Linked DNA regions of Mus musculus: region 1 is linked to region 2. The links are chromatin contacts, called in public HiChIP or PLAC-seq maps. All regions are on one chromosome and are shown on one strand. The core of a region is the stretch at or near the end of the contact, and the rest is flanking DNA. Distances in the headings are between cores, read along the strand shown. Region 1 overlaps Med13l (mediator complex subunit 13-like). Region 2 has its middle 28 kb from the start of Gm25076.

Region 1 (4,539 bases), core at 92-2,591, 370 kb before region 2:
GACAGATGTAGAAGTGCTGTTTGTTCTGACCTGTCTGCAACGTTCAGGAATAACAACCCTGATAATGCTCAGCAGACAGAAGTATGGCTGTGACATGCCATCTCACCAGGCTAACATCTTCCTTAGGAACCTCTAACAGCATGGGTCCTCTGTCAGTTGCAGGATAACCAGAATTTTAATGAAGGTTTCTGCTCAGCGATGTGGCAGCTGAGACATGACCCACGTTAGCATTTCAATGGATCACAGGACTTGTGTAAAGCCAGTAAATTTTCAACTAAAGGAGGTCAGAGAATTAGACTTCTGGATACACTGAGCAAGACCTTCAGAAGACAGCTGTGCAAAAAGCAGCCCACATCCCTGTGATCACTCACACTGCAAGAGAAATCGTCAAGTGTCGAATCACACTGTCTTCCAAACGCAGCGCGTCCCCACTCACCTATCTTTTCAAGCATGATAGAATGAGCATTACCATTGTATCTTTTGCTGTTAATGCAAAACTGCTCTGGAAGGGCAGCCCCCACCTGGCAGAGACCTCTGGCTCCCGGGAGGGCAGTCTGCACCTCATGGTTGACTCCAGACTTCCCTTATGAGCACACACCACTTAAACATCCTAAGTTAGGCTGATGTTTATTAAACAACTACATGTTCAGGAATTACCAGGGATCAGCATGAGATATACATTAAAGGGGGGGTGGGATGTTTTTGCACAGATTATCACAGTATAGCCCAGGCTAGCCTCAAACTCATGATAATCCTTCAGCTTCCAGATTTCAGAATTACAGGTATGTACAGTATTCAATGTTAATGAAAAGCATGCATGTAGTTGGTACACAGGATGCACACATATATGATATACACACATACAGCACACACGTATATGATACACACATCTGACTCAGTTCGGGCAGTTTTACTTCAATCTATCAATGCTTAAGATAAACTTTCCTCTATGATGGCTGTGTTAGTCAAGAAGACTTAACCCCTGGGTTTCAATGTTGCTCTCAATTAAACAATAAAAATCAAAACCATTTCTTTCCTTCTCTTCAGAGGAGACCTGCTTTGAAACATAAACACACTCAGGCTCGGTGCTGACAGGATAGGTCCTGACTTGTCTTTTACACTGAAGCTAAAACAGTGGCTGTCAGAGCTATCACTATGAGTGACCCCTACTCTGTAACTGTCTGAACCGCAGCTGTCTTCTTGGCAACCCCCCCCCCCCCCCAGCTCAGCCAGCATTGCTGTTCTTGCTGCAATAATATTGTGGAGCAGTTTACAGGAGGCTTAGCCCTGGTGGAGTGCACTGTCTGGCATGACCACCAGAACACTGAAACACGATTCATTAGCCACGCCTGAGGAGATAACAATGCTGCGGCTGCTTGCTGCCTTTCAGTTCGCACATCAGCCTGAGAATAATGCTCTCTCGTTACTCAACAAGCACATTTACAGACAGGAAAAACTGTAATCACCTTTGATTAAGAGACAGATTTCGCCTATATGAGCCGCCAGCCATGGTGACATAGTAATTAGTTTGTAAATGACAGGTTAAAACAGCAAATGTAGCAAAAATAACATGGAAGAGGGAAGGGAGGAGAGAACGGAGAGGGAAGAAGGAAAGAGAAAGAGCAGACAGAAGGCTCAGAGACCGCGCCTGCTCTGCGTGCCCTGCCTCCCTGAAGGGTGGCACAGTGGCGGTCCACGGTACAGTGAGAGCCGCCTGAGGCAGACACACACACACGCCACACACACACGCCACACACACACGCCACACACACACGCGGGCGCGCACTCCTCTCATCTCAGGCAAACAGTGGACAGACACTCTTTGGTCGTGCTTTAGCTAAGGACTACTCACTGGCCTTGCTTTTCTGCTCCTCTCACCAAAACTCTGTGGCTGACGGTTACAGCAGCATCCCTCCGTCCCCTCCATCTTCCTTTACCACACTTCTACTGCACCTCTCTCACCTGGCAAACAGTTTGTCTTCATTTACATAAACATTGTTCCAAGCTTTTTTTCCTAATGTGGATTTTAAAAATACTCCTTTGAAGAAACCCCAGACTGCAGAACAATTATATCCACTCATCACTTGGCCCAGCGTGCAATCAGAAGCACTGGTCCCCGCTGTGAGGACAGAGGCCTTGAGAGCAAGCACAGCCATCCTGCTACTTCCAGAAGTGGACAGTCCTTCCACACCCAGGGGCTGCACCCTTTGTGGGAGCAAGCAGTGTGCTGCCTGCCAGCCAGAGTTTGTGCAGACGTTGGTACATAACAGGAAACCAGGTGCTAGATGTGGAGTGAGTGCAGGCAAATTAGCAGAAGGGACAGTTTGAAGCTAATATTGTATATAATTAGCGTTTTAAAAAACAATTACTTTTTAGGCTTTCCATAGCATTACTGTACTTTACATTACAAATGTGCTACAAAGCGAAAAGGAATTCACACACATGAACAGTGAAAATACGATGCCACTATATGTATGCGTACACATGTACACACACACACACACACACACACACACAATTTTTGGTTTAAATGTACTCTAACAACCTAAATACTGCTATTGGGCTTCCAATCTTTCAAACTTGCAATTGGCTACAATCAATTCTGCTAAATCTCTTAGCAAAATCAAATTACTCTTTACCTTCAAGGAGAGGAATGTGTAACTTCTCCATGGAGTTAGTTTATTTTCTATTATCTGAACAAAATACTTTAGGTTCAATACAACGCACATCTATTGGTCCACCTTACAATGCTGCATTTGTCAGGACTCCGTAGAGAGAAACTCACCAAAAAACTTCTGGTAGTGTGCTGCAGTTTCTTGCCACTTCTGCAGACTCCAGCCAATTGGCAGAGTGATGTCAGCTGAGACAAACGCACATGCTGAGGCAAGACCCAAGGCAGGGATAAATAGGACTCGACTCAATAGACAGTGATGAAAAAGCAGCTTAGCGCACTTATACAGGTAGGTAGCTAGCTAGCTGTGCAACGCCTGTGGGTCTCACATCTTTGCTGATCTTCGTTTCTCTGAGGCATCACTGAGAACTCATGGTCCCTCCTGCTGACTAGCACTGAGGCTGAGGCCTGCCTGTCTCTGCTCGGCAGTGCCACTGCCTGCTATCTCGACTACGGAACTGGACTGTTGGTGCATCTGTGAAGTGTTTGGGAGTGGATCCAGCTGCTGCCGCTGCTGACCTGCAAACTTAACTGCAAATTTCCAGACAACACAGATGGGAGTGGCTCCAAAAAACCTTTCTTAACAGGTCCACTTACCCTGTATCCTTTCTTTTCCACTACTTCTAGTGGGTGGTCGGCTACAAGGGAGATTAAAGTGTTTAAGAACCATCATTAAAAATATGTTTTGGAAAAAAATTAAAGTTGCACAGCCTTAACAAGGCACCCACAGATGATGCACTGGAGAAAGCATGGGAGTAGCCAGGCCCAGAAAAGCAGAAAGCTAGGAAGGAGCTGCTGGCTCCAGCGGTGCTCTCCAAGGTCTTTCCAGCTCTGGCCCCACTGACCTGTCAAGGTGCACTGTGGTGTCAGCCTCTAGGACAGAAATTCAGGACTAGTCCTCAACAGTCTCATACAACCCGGAACACAAACCAGTACTGCAGTTCAATTGGCATTTGGAGGGCTAGCTTTGAATCTATGCATCATTTAAAAGCTTCTTCATGAAGAAAAAAAATGTATTTGCCAACTATTTAGCTTATATTACCTTGCTAATCACATGATGAAATTTTCTGTCAACTGATGTATGATACTAATTCTTCACTCCACGATTTAAAAGCTAGCTACGTTATTAGACAGCACACCAATCAAGAAGTACTTCATTAGTGCTATTTAATCTGAACCAATCAGCAAACTTTTTGAATTTCCTATAATATTAGGGAACAGGTCAGGTTGCTGAATAATTCATTTATTTTGCATACAATTTTCTGCATATTACATACGAAAATTTTTAAACTTTAATCAACTGTGCTTCAAAAAGAACAGAAACACAGAAGAATCCCTCTTGCAACCACAGTGCTGCCACGATGACTGGACTGAACATCAGCCACAGAAGAAGCACAGCTGTGAGCACTCTGAGCTCGTAAGTACTCGCCCACAGTAAACCACGCTCACAGTAAACCACGCCTTGTCCACAGCTCGCTTGCTCAATCACTTGGAAGCTTACTTACCCTGGGGGATGGCAGAAAGCACTACTGCTGCTGGCAGGCCATCCTAAGTGTACCTGCCCCTGGGGCCACATTTGACTTCTACTTCTACTGCACTACACCAGCCTTCTGCCTCCAGCTTCACATCCTCTGCCAGCCATGCTTGCCTAACCTGGGCCCCTTGAACCCAGGTGAAGCCCTTTCACCTTCCCTCCCTTTGATCAGCCACAACAACAGTTAAGAACAATGTCTGTCTCTCACCTGTCTTCTCGCCATTGCAGAGGGGACAAGTCAGCCTGCACAGACACAAAATCTTCCACTAAGAAAAAAAATTACAGCCCAGAAAACACTCAATCCCATGTTACTCAGCCCATATGCAGAGATGTG
Region 2 (4,483 bases), core at 633-3,132:
GATGGGCCCAGAGAAAGTAAAATAAGAAGAAGCAAGAAGAAGCACGCACCCTCAATAATCCAGACATGGAGGAGCGTCCCCAAACCTGAACATGTCCCACTAGGGCCCAACACTGCATCTTCCTGGGCCATCCTCCCTGCTCACATTCCAACATAAGATGGAAAATGATACAGGGAGACATGTCAGACTCTGTCCTCCACATGTGCATACCCATGCACATGTGTGCACACATATATGTACACATATATGTATATAGATTATATAAGTATACATATGTATATATATAAGTATATATTGTATATTTGTGTATATATTATATATAAACATGCATGTATGTATATATTACATATAAGCGTACGTGTGTATATTATATATAAGCATACATGTAGATAAGTATATATATGTACACATATATGTACTTATATACATTTATACACATAGGGTGGAGGGGGTTGATGGGATAAAATCCTAAAGATGTATATGTATGTGTATGTGTATATGTATACATACAAACACACACATACACACACACATATATATACTTATGCTTTTAAAGTAAGAAATATGAATAGCTGGATGTGCCATGAGACAGTGGCTTGCTCAGATGTGCCCAGCCAAGGAACAATCCCAAGTGTTCTCCAACCAACAAATGCACCTTGGTATAGCAGGGAGGGTTCTGGTCCCACCAGCGTGAGCACTTGACCTCAGGGCTCTTCAAGCCAGCCCTGTCCTGTCACACTCTGATGCTGGCAGAGACAATGGGCAAGTGTCAGCCCTTACATCTGCAGAACCTCAGAGTGCCTCAACACCCCGCTGCAAACCTCAGACAGCAGTCTCAACTCCGCTTATACAGTCCAAGTATAGCAGGACTGTCTCTGAGGCGCCAGCAGCAGAGTAACGACAGGGAGACACTTTTTAATAATTATGAAAGCCTTGCCTTGGCTTAGGCTTGTTCCTAACTAGCTCTTATACTTAAATGTCCCGTTTCTACTAATCTACATTCTCCACACTTGCTCCTTCCCGGAATCTGGTTGGTGAATGATGTCTGACTGATAACTGTCCGCGCTCAGACTTTCCCAGAGTTCCCAACTCTCCCCAGAAGCCCCGCCTATTCTTTCCTGCTCTGCCATAGGCCGTTCATCTCTTTATTAATCCAATCAGAAGGCCATGGATAAGATGCTTGCAAAACGCTGAGAGATGGGATGCTTCATACAAAGACAACCTGTATACGGTGCACAAGAGATTCGCCCAACATCTAAGCCTCCCCTGTGTTTGGTGGGGGCGGAGGGAGGGAGTGGGATAAAATCCCAAAGATATCCTAGAGAATTTATTCCCCTCCATGTTAGAGTGGACCAGTGGTTCTAGGCCTGTGGGTTGCGCAATCCCTTTGGCTAACCTCTATCTCCAAAAATATTTACACTATGATCCATCAAAGTAGCAAAATTATCCAGTGACAACGAAAATAATTTGATGGTTGGTGGGGGGGTCGCCCCAACATGAGGAACTGTATTATAGGGTCGCAGCATTGGGAACCACTGGGCTAGAGCAGTTTGCAAGCTTAAGATCTTTCTCCACCTGCTGGAACCACACTTCTTGCGCGCTGGTCTCAGAAACAGAGGGGATTGGTGACGTTTCCATCTGGCCTGGATTTCCGGCTATCTGAAGGTGGAGATGCATGGCCCCCCTCTGCCAAGAGGCTGAGAAGCTGTCCACAGCGCCACCCGGCTCCTGTCCCCTCTCTGCCAAAGGAGTCAGGAGCAGAGCCAGCCCCTGGCATCCCCAGACAGATGGCAGGGGAGTAAAACAAAAGTGGCCTTGTTAGTACCGGGCGCCTTCCTCAGGAGAAGCTATTTTTGTTGTGGTTATGAAGCGAAGTCTCCGCTGCACCCCCTTTCCCGGCGAGGAGGGCTGTGGGATGAAATTTGTTCCAAAGTTCAGGGTTTTAATTAGAACCAGAAGTGCCAGGTTTTGTCAGAAATATTTTGGAATTGGGTATGCTCGCTCGTGAGCCCCACCCCCCCACCCCCTCTCCCTCTCTCCTGGCAGTGGTACAAAGTAAATGTTGTCCCAGCGGGGACTCCCCTCCCATCACACTTCAGAGCAGAGGGGAGAACTGTTGCCCCTACCCCTGCTCGCAGCTGGGAGCTCTACCCACTTTATGGCCACGGTGGAACTGGGGGAGGAGCACCGGACAGAAGTGGAACCACAGTGCGAGGACACGCCCCCGGGGTTCTTTTGGGAAAAAAGCAAAGGAGCCTGGCACGGCGCCCAGCACACAGGGGCCTCCAGGAAATCCATGTGCCTTGAGAAGAGAAAACAGGCTTCCCCAGGACTGAAGCCAGTGGAGACACTGCAGCCAGGAGCCCAAGTTCAGGGCTGGCAGCGGCGTTCAGGATTCAGACGGCCCTCCTTGTTATTTTGGATTCTTACCTTCCTCTTTCAAAAAAAAAAAAAAAGTGTGTGTGTGTGTGTGTGTGTGTGTGTGTGTGCGCGCGCACGCACACACTAGAACATATGTGTTCTGATGTGTGCATGCAGAAGTCACAGGACAGTTGCTGGCATTGGGGGATCAGGTGATGGATTAGCATTCACCTTGATTTTTGAGGCAGAGTCTCTCATTGTCCGGAGCTTGCCATAACGTGCATGGCCAGTGAGTCTCACCGATCAGCCATCTTTGTCCCCCGGTGCCGGGATTGCAGGCGGGCACCACTATGTCTGGCTTCTTTCACGTGGGTTCTAGGGAACCAAAGTGAAGCCCTCTTGTATACAAGATGACTCTCTACCAACCTGTCCTCTCTCTAGCCCTCTCCTCTCTTTTCCTTCCTTCCTTCCTTCCTTCCTTCCTTCCTTCCTTCCTTCCTTCCTTCCTTCCTTCCTTCCTTCCTGTCTGTTTTTCTACCTTTTCTTTTCTTTCCTTTCCTTTCCTTTCCTTTCCTTTCCTTTCCTTTCCTTTCCTTTCCTTTCCTTTCCTTTTTTCTTTTCTTTTCTTTTCTTTTCTTTTCTTTTCTTTTCTTTTCTTTTCTTTTCTAATTGGGGTGGCTGTTTTGTTTCTCCAGCGCTGGAGACTGAACCCAGAGCAAGCATTCTCCCACTGATGTATATCCCCAGCCCTTTTTGCAGGTTTTGTTTTGAAGCAGGATCCATGCTCAGTAACCCAGACTGACCTTGAACTTGCAATCCTCCTGCCTCAGCTTCTGGAATAGCTGGGATGACCGGCCTTCACTACTTTCTCTGTTTAAATGAGTTAGAAACTCAAACCACATGTGACTCCTTCCCTTGCAGCAGAATAAACACAGGTAAGATGAAAACATCCCCACACTCCACGGGCTCCTGGTCATGTGGTGCAGATGCCTCATGGTGACCTCCTCTGTGCTTGACAGTATCAAAGTGATGCTTTGATTACTTATGGCCTTTGGTTAGGTGCAAAGGGAGTTTGCTTCTGTCTTGCGGTGAGGTGGTTAGAAGTGAGGACTCGGGATCCCGCATGTCTGGAGTCTAACTCTGGCTGCAGGCCTTTGTGGTAGCTTCAGAGTAGATGGGTGGGCCCGGCCTCCTGGTGTGTGACCGCCAATGACCACAACGGCCTGTTCAGGGCTATGTGTGGCCAGGCACTCTAGGAGATCTGGGCTGCCTGCTCTGGTCTCAGTTCTCTGAGGTCCAGGGTTGCAGCCCTGTGCCGTTTTATTTATTTTGAGGCAGAATCTTGCTTCGTAGCCTGGGACTCATAATCCTCCTGCCTCAGACTCCCAAGTAAACGAGGTCATAGCTGGGCACCACCACACTTGGCTCTGAGCCAGCTTTCCAACTAGAAGAAGAGCTATGTGCTAAATTTATGACTGCCCTTCCTTCCTTCCTTCCTTCCTTCCTTCCTTCCTTCCTTCCTTCCCTCCCTCCCTCCCTCCCTCCCTCCCTCCCTTCCCTTCCCTCCCTTCCCTTCCCTTCCCTCCCTCCCTCCCTCCCTCCCTCCCTCCCTCCCTCCCTCCTTCCTTCCTTCCTTCCTTCCTTCCTTCCTTCCGTGTTTACGTATGATGTGTATTGGTGTGTGAGCATGTGTATACTGTCCCATGGTGTGCATGTGGAGGGCCACGATTCATCCAAGAACTGAATATAGGTCATCAGGCTTTTAGGTCATTAGGTCATCAGGATTTTAGGTCATTAGGTCATCAGGCTTTTAGGTCATTAGGCTTTTATCTGTTGAGTCTTCTTGCCAGTCCTACCTTTAACTTTTCAGACATTACCTGGCTATCCCTTCATTTCCAGTACTAGACCCTCAGATTTGGAGAACAGACTCAGTTGAAAGAGATTGCTGAGGTCTGGGGTGGGGGAATGGGGGCTCTGTGTGTGTGTGTGTGTGTGTGTGTGTGTAGCAAATCCCCTGCTCACCTTGACCTCCACCTGCATTCCACTTTGACTTAAAAAAATCAGTAAACAGCCGGGCAGTGGTTGTATACGCCTTTAATCCCAGCACTTGGGAGACAGAGGC

The links. HiChIP or PLAC-seq counts read pairs in DNA pulled down with a chosen protein or histone mark.
Region 1: an H3K4me3 HiChIP or PLAC-seq map of embryonic forebrain shows a contact between it and region 2, with 4 times the contacts expected there. The contact joins two enhancer-like sites. A contact is called at or near these places in 1 of 15 datasets of contacts at CTCF or cohesin (the NIH/3T3 cell line), 3 of 484 Hi-C or Micro-C datasets (the HPC-7 cell line, bone marrow-derived macrophages and embryonic stem cells) and 7 of 115 datasets of contacts at active chromatin or transcription factors (bone marrow-derived macrophages, craniofacial prominence, embryonic basal ganglia and 4 more).

Annotation. Positions count from the first base shown.
Region 1 is chr5:118,663,818-118,668,356 of GRCm38.p6, reverse strand. All of the region lies in intron 2 of Med13l (mediator complex subunit 13-like), which reads right to left. Among named protein-coding and RNA genes, the nearest start is that of Med13l, 110 kb to the right of the region's middle. Within about 2 kb of position 1,341, at least 54 of the 459 cell types and tissues checked have an H3K27ac peak or open chromatin away from gene starts, as enhancers often do. A contact at or near this core is called in embryonic basal ganglia and embryonic forebrain, where this site is marked.
Region 2 is chr5:118,291,965-118,296,447 of GRCm38.p6, reverse strand. No RefSeq gene overlaps it. Among named protein-coding and RNA genes, the nearest start is that of Gm25076, 28 kb to the right of the region's middle. Within about 2 kb of position 1,882, at least 132 of the 459 cell types and tissues checked have an H3K27ac peak or open chromatin away from gene starts, as enhancers often do. A contact at or near this core is called in embryonic basal ganglia and embryonic forebrain, where this site is marked.